2 separate regions of the Sus scrofa genome follow, and region 1 is linked to region 2. Evidence: chromatin contacts called from public Hi-C data. All regions are on one chromosome and are shown on one strand. Each heading gives the region's core, a stretch centred on a gene start, on an enhancer-like site or on the middle of the called end of the contact. The rest is flanking DNA. Distances are from core to core; before and after follow the strand shown.

Region 1 (3,414 bases), core at 677-3,176, 110 kb after region 2:
AAGGATTTTGTTCTAGTGTTGAAAGGACACCTGCCCTTGGAGGCACAACTCCTTGCATAATGTGCTATGACCAGCCTAACTTTCAGTCCAGCGCTGATGCTAGATGCCTTTAGCTGTTCACAGTTTAAGTTCTTCAGGACAGTACAGAGCCCTCTGCTGGTCTTTCCCTCTCCAGGCTCATGCATGAGCACTAAACTGGTTTCGTGCTGGGTGGTACCCTGCAGAAAGCCATGACAGCAAATGTTGGCATAGACTTGGGATGACACATTCTTTTGTGGCATAAAAGCAGCTTGTGAAATAAAGGCTGTAGTAGAGTCAGAGGCCAGGTGCCTCCTGACATCCCATGAAAGGTCCTCAGGCTAGGGCTCCCCATAGCCTGTGCAGCATGGAGAAGAGCAAAAAGAAAATCTGCGGTAGCGTCTAGCCTTCCCACTTGCCACTTCTAATTATCCTCTAAATGGGCGCTTGAAGGGTCTGTCAACACTGCCTCCATCTGAATTCAAGTTCAAGGGAGATACAGAGTTTACAGGACTGATGTCCAAGGCACCAGTTTTAACCTCAGGCAAAGTAGGTGGTTACCCACTTCTTTGGGCTGAATTACAACCCTTCAAAATTCTTATGTGCAAGTCCCCACCCCAAATACCTCCAAATGTGACTGTATTTGGAGACATGGTCTTTAAAGAGGAAGTTAAGGTTAAATGAGGTCCCGGGGGGTGGGCCCTAACCCAGTAAGACTGGTAAGAAGAGGGGATTAGGATGAGGATTCACCCGGGAAAGGCCCTGTGAAGACAGAAGGAGAAGACAGCTGCCTAGAAGCCAAGGAGAGGCCCTGGGATGAAACCAACCCTGCAGTGCTTGGACTCAGTCTAGCCTCCAGAATGAGAAGGAACAAAGTACACTGTTGTCACTTAAGCCACCCAGCCTGCAGCACTTTGTCACAGCCACCCCAGAAAACTAAACTGCTGCCTAGAATACTCCCATGAGAGGTAGTCAGTTTTGGCTATTCAGTTTAACAATCCTTTAGCATAACACGTACACACACACACACACACACACAGAGCTCTTGCTGGGCCAAGCAGCTGGTTTAGTCACCCCTCTTCTCAGGCTGCCTATCAGAATCTCAATCTGGTGGAATTTAACAAACATTTATTAAGTACTAACTATATACCAGACATGCTAAGTGATAAAGCATTAAAAATATAGACGTAATCCTTGAGACTCTGACTGTCTGGGGCTGGAGAACCAGGACTGTGTTGGGGGTGGGGGGCTTGGGGAGGACAGAGGTGGAGCTGACGAGTTGTGCTTGAGGGAGCTGGGCAGGCTCTGCAGAGAAGGTGAGTTTGAAAGGATGAGTAGGAGGGAAATTCTGACTCAAGGGAATGGTATGTGCCCAGACACAGAAAGATCAGATCAAGGACATTTGGAAATGACGAGAACCTCAGAGGGACTTGAGCGTAAGTTTGTTGGGAGAAACTCAAGTGGACACAGGCACCCTCCTCTGGATGGTGAACAAGACAGAACCATGCTGCTCTGTGGACAATGGCCTGGGGTCCTCCAGACTCTCCAGACTTTCGGCGTCTCTGATGCAAGCAGAGGGTCCCTGCCAACTCCCTTCACGTGCGCTGGCTTTGAAAGCACAGGGAGCCCAGCACTGGAGCCAAAGCCCCGCCTCACCCTGCCGCCTTCCCCTCTTCCCAGGCTCAGCTTTCCCCCTCTGCAGAGCTGGAAAAGGACCAAGGCAGAGGTGAAGTCTAAGGGAGCCCCTAACATCTGCTCAGGAGAACTTAATATCTTTATTGCCATCTGCGTGTCCAAGGCTCATTCTGCTTGTCAGAAATCCTGATGCCGTTCCGACTCCTGTCTGTGTGGTCACCCCAGAATCTGTGTGTTTTGGCGAATAACTGATATTCTTCCTATTTATAGACTATTTCCCATGTTCTTCACTTAGAGGGTTTCCATAGTCCAATGTTCTGTCAAGTCTCAGCTGGCTGGGAGTACGTAATAGTCATTAAGATCACTGCTGCTTGCTTTCTTCCTTTTTTTAAAAAAATAGTTTCCATGTATAGCTCAGTTGCTAAACACTCTTAGATAAGTTTAAAACTGTTTGTGTTAAAACAAGTATATCTATCTGGATAAAAATGCTCATTTGTGTTACTTGCCTTTTAAAATTATTCCTAAAGCTAAAAATAAAAGTTCCCCAGGATCCAAATGATAAAATATTCATTTTTGCCTTTTCGAGATATAGAAGATGAAAAAGCATTTTTGAAAAAGTATTTCCTGACTGATAGAAACAAAAGCATAATCCTTGCTCCAAGTAAAATGTCCCAGAGCACGGCACAAAGAACCAAACACTTTTTTCCCTTTCATCTCTTCTACTTCCTTATAATCTGTTTACAGAAGTTTGATAGGTGCCTATTGAAATGTTGAATTTCTTTTTTTTATTACAGAGTTTTAAATGGTTGACTAGCATGTGTGGTCATCCCATGATAATCCTTGAAATCATTTTGGCAGCCTTTTAAAATAACAGATTTGTTGAGATATAATTCAATCATTTGCAGTGTACAATTCAACGGCTTAAGTATATTCACAAAACTGTGCAACCATAACCACCATCAATTTTAGAATATTTTAATTCCTCCAAAAAGAATCCCTACACCCTTTAGCAATCACTCCCTAACTCCCCCATTCCTCTCCCTTCCAGTGCTAGGCAACCACTATGCAACTCTGTGTCTATGGATTTTCCTATTCTGGACATTTCATATAAATGCAATTACACATCATATGGTCTTTTGTGACTGGCTTCTTTCACTTACAAGTTTTCAGAGTTCATCCATGTTATAGTGTATATCAGAATTTTATTCCTTTTTATTCCTGAATAATACTTAATTGTATAGATACTGCTATATTTTGTTTATCCCTTCATCAATTGATAGGCATTGGATTGTTTCCACCTTAAGGGGCAAATTATGAATAATGCTGCACAAGTTTCTGTGTGTGCATGTGCATTTTCACATATTTGCTATGGAGTGGAATGGCTAGGTCTTATCATTTTGACTGCTTTTCAATGTTGAACACCCTCAGATTTCGTAACTGATAAACAGAGGGTTACTTAATATTAGTTAATATTACAACCACATACATAGAAGAGAGTCCATTGTGTGGCCCATATCACTACGTAATTCTCTGGCCAAAACATGAACTGGGTAATAAGTCACCTCTGACTTAGAGAAGAGTCAGCTGGTCAACAACTGTTTCCACTAATTATCTACGAAAGCATCTATGTTTTTCAGAAGTACAAACCAAGTAACGTCAAAAGCCAACCTTTCAGTAAGATGTCCTTTCTTCCTTTGTGTCATTTTTAATTGCTTAGTTGCTAGACAGAGCACTGTGATCCTAAACAAGGCACAGGGACTG
Region 2 (3,630 bases), core at 44-2,543:
AAAATGGGAGCAGATTACTGAGGGGAAAGTTTTCTTCTTTCCCAGATTTTATTACACCCTTGACAGCAATTCGAAGTTAATCATGGAAACTACTGCCCCTTAGATCGAAAAGGCGAACCCCTGGGGATAGTAATGACCTTGGGCTCGCAGCTGCTGCTCATTTTTCAATTTCCAGGCCTATCAAATCCCCTAGCAAACTTTGTCTCCTGTGTGCATGGCAGGGTTGGCTTTGTAGGTGGATGGATCTGGATGTGGCCACTGGCCTCAGAACCCCATTTCCTGACGGATGGGTTCTTCCTGTGACCACCTGGCCCCATTGCACTGATCGTTGGGAAAGCAGTTCCCCCGTGAGCTTCATTCCAATAGCGTGGGTTCCTTTTATTACTTAGCAGTGGGGTGGCTGAGTGGGAAAGTCATCTTAACTCTTTGGAGAATCCCACAGGCTTATAGATCTGCCTTACTTTAAAATGGCTTGACTAAGGATTTTCTTGATGTGAGCTTCTCAGACTCTTAATGCTCTACTGTGCCTTTGATCTGAAACTGATTGTTGGGCGCACTGTCATAAAAGAAATAAGAGAATACAAAAACCTAGGCATGAGAAGGACACGAGTTTGCCTCTCTCCAGAGAAGGTGATCCCCTACAGGACAGGTTTCCCTCTCTCAGAACGAAACCCATGGTGGCCGTCCTTAACACCAAGAACAGACTGTTTTCCTTGGACCATCTCTTTTGTGGCCTTTTCAAATCTGGCTTGTCACCAGCAAGACCAACCACATCCATTTCTCAGGCCAAGGGAAAGCTCCACCCCTGTGGCTCCTTCAGACTTTCCATCTTTCAAGATTAGAACCTATGGCATCACCAATGTTCTCACACATAGTGAAGCCGTAGAATAAGGGCCCATGAAGGCCAACAGAAACAGACACATGAGTTGGTGAAAAGCAGGCTTTCTGTGTAAAAGTACACAGCATTGTGGAGGCAAACAGGACTGGGAACTGAAGATGGGGCCAGGCTTTTCTCGGCCAAGTGGCTCTTTTCCATCCACTAGGGCCCTGAGTCCCAGCCGTGGCTCTCTGCTTATCAAGCTCTGTGTTCATTTCTCAAACCGCTCTGAGTCCTTTGGTTGAAAACCCATTTCCAGAGCCAAAGTGAAAACTGCAAAAAATATTTCTAGGGCTAAAAGAACGGGAAAGAAATTAATTGGAATGGTGCCTAATTGAGTAATCTGGGGGAGAGCAAGAGATGGATGTCACGGCCTTTGTTGAAAGTCCACACAACTCTATACAAGTGACTGGGCTGGTTGGTCAGCCATGGGGTTGTTGTGTGTAGCAATCCACCGTCTCGTTTTTTAACTTTTATGAAAGGCCCCAAAAAAGGGTTCTGTTGGTGGGGCTGGGGGTATTTTCAAATAGGAAATGTTTGTGGTTCTTATCTTTAAAGGTAATTCCCTATTTAGTTCCAATCACAACATACTCTTTTGTTTAAGTGAGGTTTTTCCCAGTCTCCAGCCAGAAACTGCATCTGTTAACAATCTTTTGGATTTTAAACTGAAGCTTTTTAAACAATGCACCATCTGACCACGAAAGGCATCTGGCCGTGCCGTATTTGCTTATTGTTAACATGATTTTTAAACCCTGGGAAAAGTAAGGGGGAGAAGCTAAGATGGCATACATGTTGTGTTATGGCAACAGCAATCCTGTCAGTGCAGGCAGAAATCTTCTTTAATCAGACTTCTTCACAGGAGCAGTTGCACTAGTTGTGTCACTTAACCAGTCCTTACAAGGGTCCAGGAAATACTTGTCCCCCCTCCTTGAGCCTAAGAGTTGATAAAGTAAGTGAATAGGGTTAGATGCAGTTGGCTATAGTAATATCAGATATTTGAAGCAGCAAAGATCAGAATTTGATAACTGCCCCTGATTTTTCCTCCTTCCATTTCTGATCCCTAAGTCAAGACTTAAGTAAATGGCTCTGGATTCTCCATATTCCATTTCGATGTCTTTCGAGGTCTACTTTGGAGAAGGCAAGCTTTTACTCTGCTGCTGAGTTTATGTTTGACTCTAGTTTAATTAAAGAATCTTGTCTAACCTGGCTGCAGTTGAGCCGTTAAGCTTTGTGGGATCTGGTGCTTGGTATGTTCCAAAGACATTTAGGAAAACTGGCTGAAAACCCTCCTGATGCTTTTTATTCACTCCCTGTACTGGGTCACATCCCCACACCACTCCACAAGAAGGAATTCTCCTTTCACCACACACACAAAATGAATGGTCCTCAGTATCTTTCAGACCCCGGAGAGTTGAGGCCCTCCTGTGTTTAGAGCATGAGGAGGCAGTGGTTTGATCAGAACACAGAGTGAAAGGAACATATGCTAAAGTAGTAGAAGTGTAGACGAAAGGAACCATTGGTCTTCTCCATAACCGTAAGGCAAACAAGCTGGTAGACGACAAAGGGGATGAGGGTACGTTAATCCTCTGGTTGTTCCAGTCTCCTGATGAAAAGCTGCAGTGGGTAGGCTGGGACCAGAAGCAATGGCTGTGTGTTCGACCTGGAAGGTTTAAGAAGGAAGAGAAGCAGGTCTGCTTCTCTTCCTTCTTAAATGTAGTTGTTTGAATAGGCAGTAGAGTGGGCTTTGGGTTTTCAGGTACCCACTTTGCTAGATGTCAAGATTCGGGAGAGGGAGCCTGTAAAAGTAAGACAACTAAATGTCAGTAACTGTACTGCTAGACTTCTTTAGAAGCACCTGGTTTGGTCTCCAGCCTTTACCCTGATAATGGATTCCAGTTGGTGGCAGAAGTAATAATGATCAGAAATATAATCGGGCTATCGTTCCCCATCTACTTCTCTGAGTAGATGAGGGAAGCCCAGTAACTAGAGGACAATTGATATCTTCAGGCTCTGAAACTGCCTGTCTTATCTGTGTATTTCAAGGATATGTGTATATAATGCCAGATTGAAACATTACTGTTCCTTATGAGTACAAGGCTTTGAGGATCTGGTGCTTTGCTCAGTGAGTCAATGCAGTTGGTAAAGGGCTCATTGGTGTATAATTCATCCTGACATGTACTGACTACCTTCTCTGGGGCAGACTGTTGGCTAGATTCTGAGGATGATGAAACCAAGATTCAGAATTCCTGAAGTGGATGGTCCAGGGAGAAGAAGCAGATAAGATCAAATAATGGCCAAGTTTTTTCATAAGCTCCATGCTGGGGTAAGGAAACAGGTTCTGGGGCACAGAGGAAAGAGCCACCGTGCTCTGGGGTGACTGAGATGAGTTTCTTCGCCACTTTGCCGCATCTCAGGGTTGTGCCAGCAGGGAGCCAACATTGTCATGCTTTCATCCCTCATCTAGCAACAGGCTCCTTTTCCAACAGTTGAGCTATGGTCACATGCACCACACACTTTCCCTCTTGTACTTTGTTCTTTGTCCCTTGCTCCAGTGCTTAAAAGGTCAAGTTTATTTTTATTTTTTTATTATTATTTTTTTTAAGGGCCACTCCCAAGGCATATGGAGGTTCCCAAGCTAGGGCTCGAACTGAAACTGCAGCTGCTAGCCTACGCCGCAGCCACAGCAACGCCAGATCCGAGCCGTGTCTGTGACCTAGACCAGGTCAGATGTATATAATCTGTGTATACACCGG

What was found. Hi-C and Micro-C count contacts between places; a contact is called where the count stands out from the background.
Region 1: a contact with region 2 is called in a Hi-C map of liver, with 1.5 times the contacts expected there. The contact joins two enhancer-like sites. A contact is called at or near these places in 3 of 47 Hi-C or Micro-C datasets (heart right ventricle, liver and skeletal muscle) and 1 of 2 datasets of contacts at active chromatin or transcription factors (skeletal muscle).

The regions. Positions count from the first base shown.
Region 1 is chr1:188,540,790-188,544,203 of Sscrofa11.1, forward strand. All of the region lies in intron 2 of LOC102167425 (a long non-coding RNA gene), which reads right to left. Among named protein-coding and RNA genes, the nearest start is that of GPR135, 40 kb to the right of the region's middle. Within about 2 kb of position 1,927, at least 26 of the 83 cell types and tissues checked have an H3K27ac peak or open chromatin away from gene starts, as enhancers often do. A contact at or near this core is called in liver and skeletal muscle, where this site is marked.
Region 2 is chr1:188,430,633-188,434,262 of Sscrofa11.1, forward strand. All of the region lies in intron 3 of DAAM1 (disheveled-associated activator of morphogenesis 1), which reads left to right. Among named protein-coding and RNA genes, the nearest start is that of DAAM1, 97 kb to the left of the region's middle. Within about 2 kb of position 1,294, at least 14 of the 83 cell types and tissues checked have an H3K27ac peak or open chromatin away from gene starts, as enhancers often do. A contact at or near this core is called in liver and skeletal muscle, where this site is marked.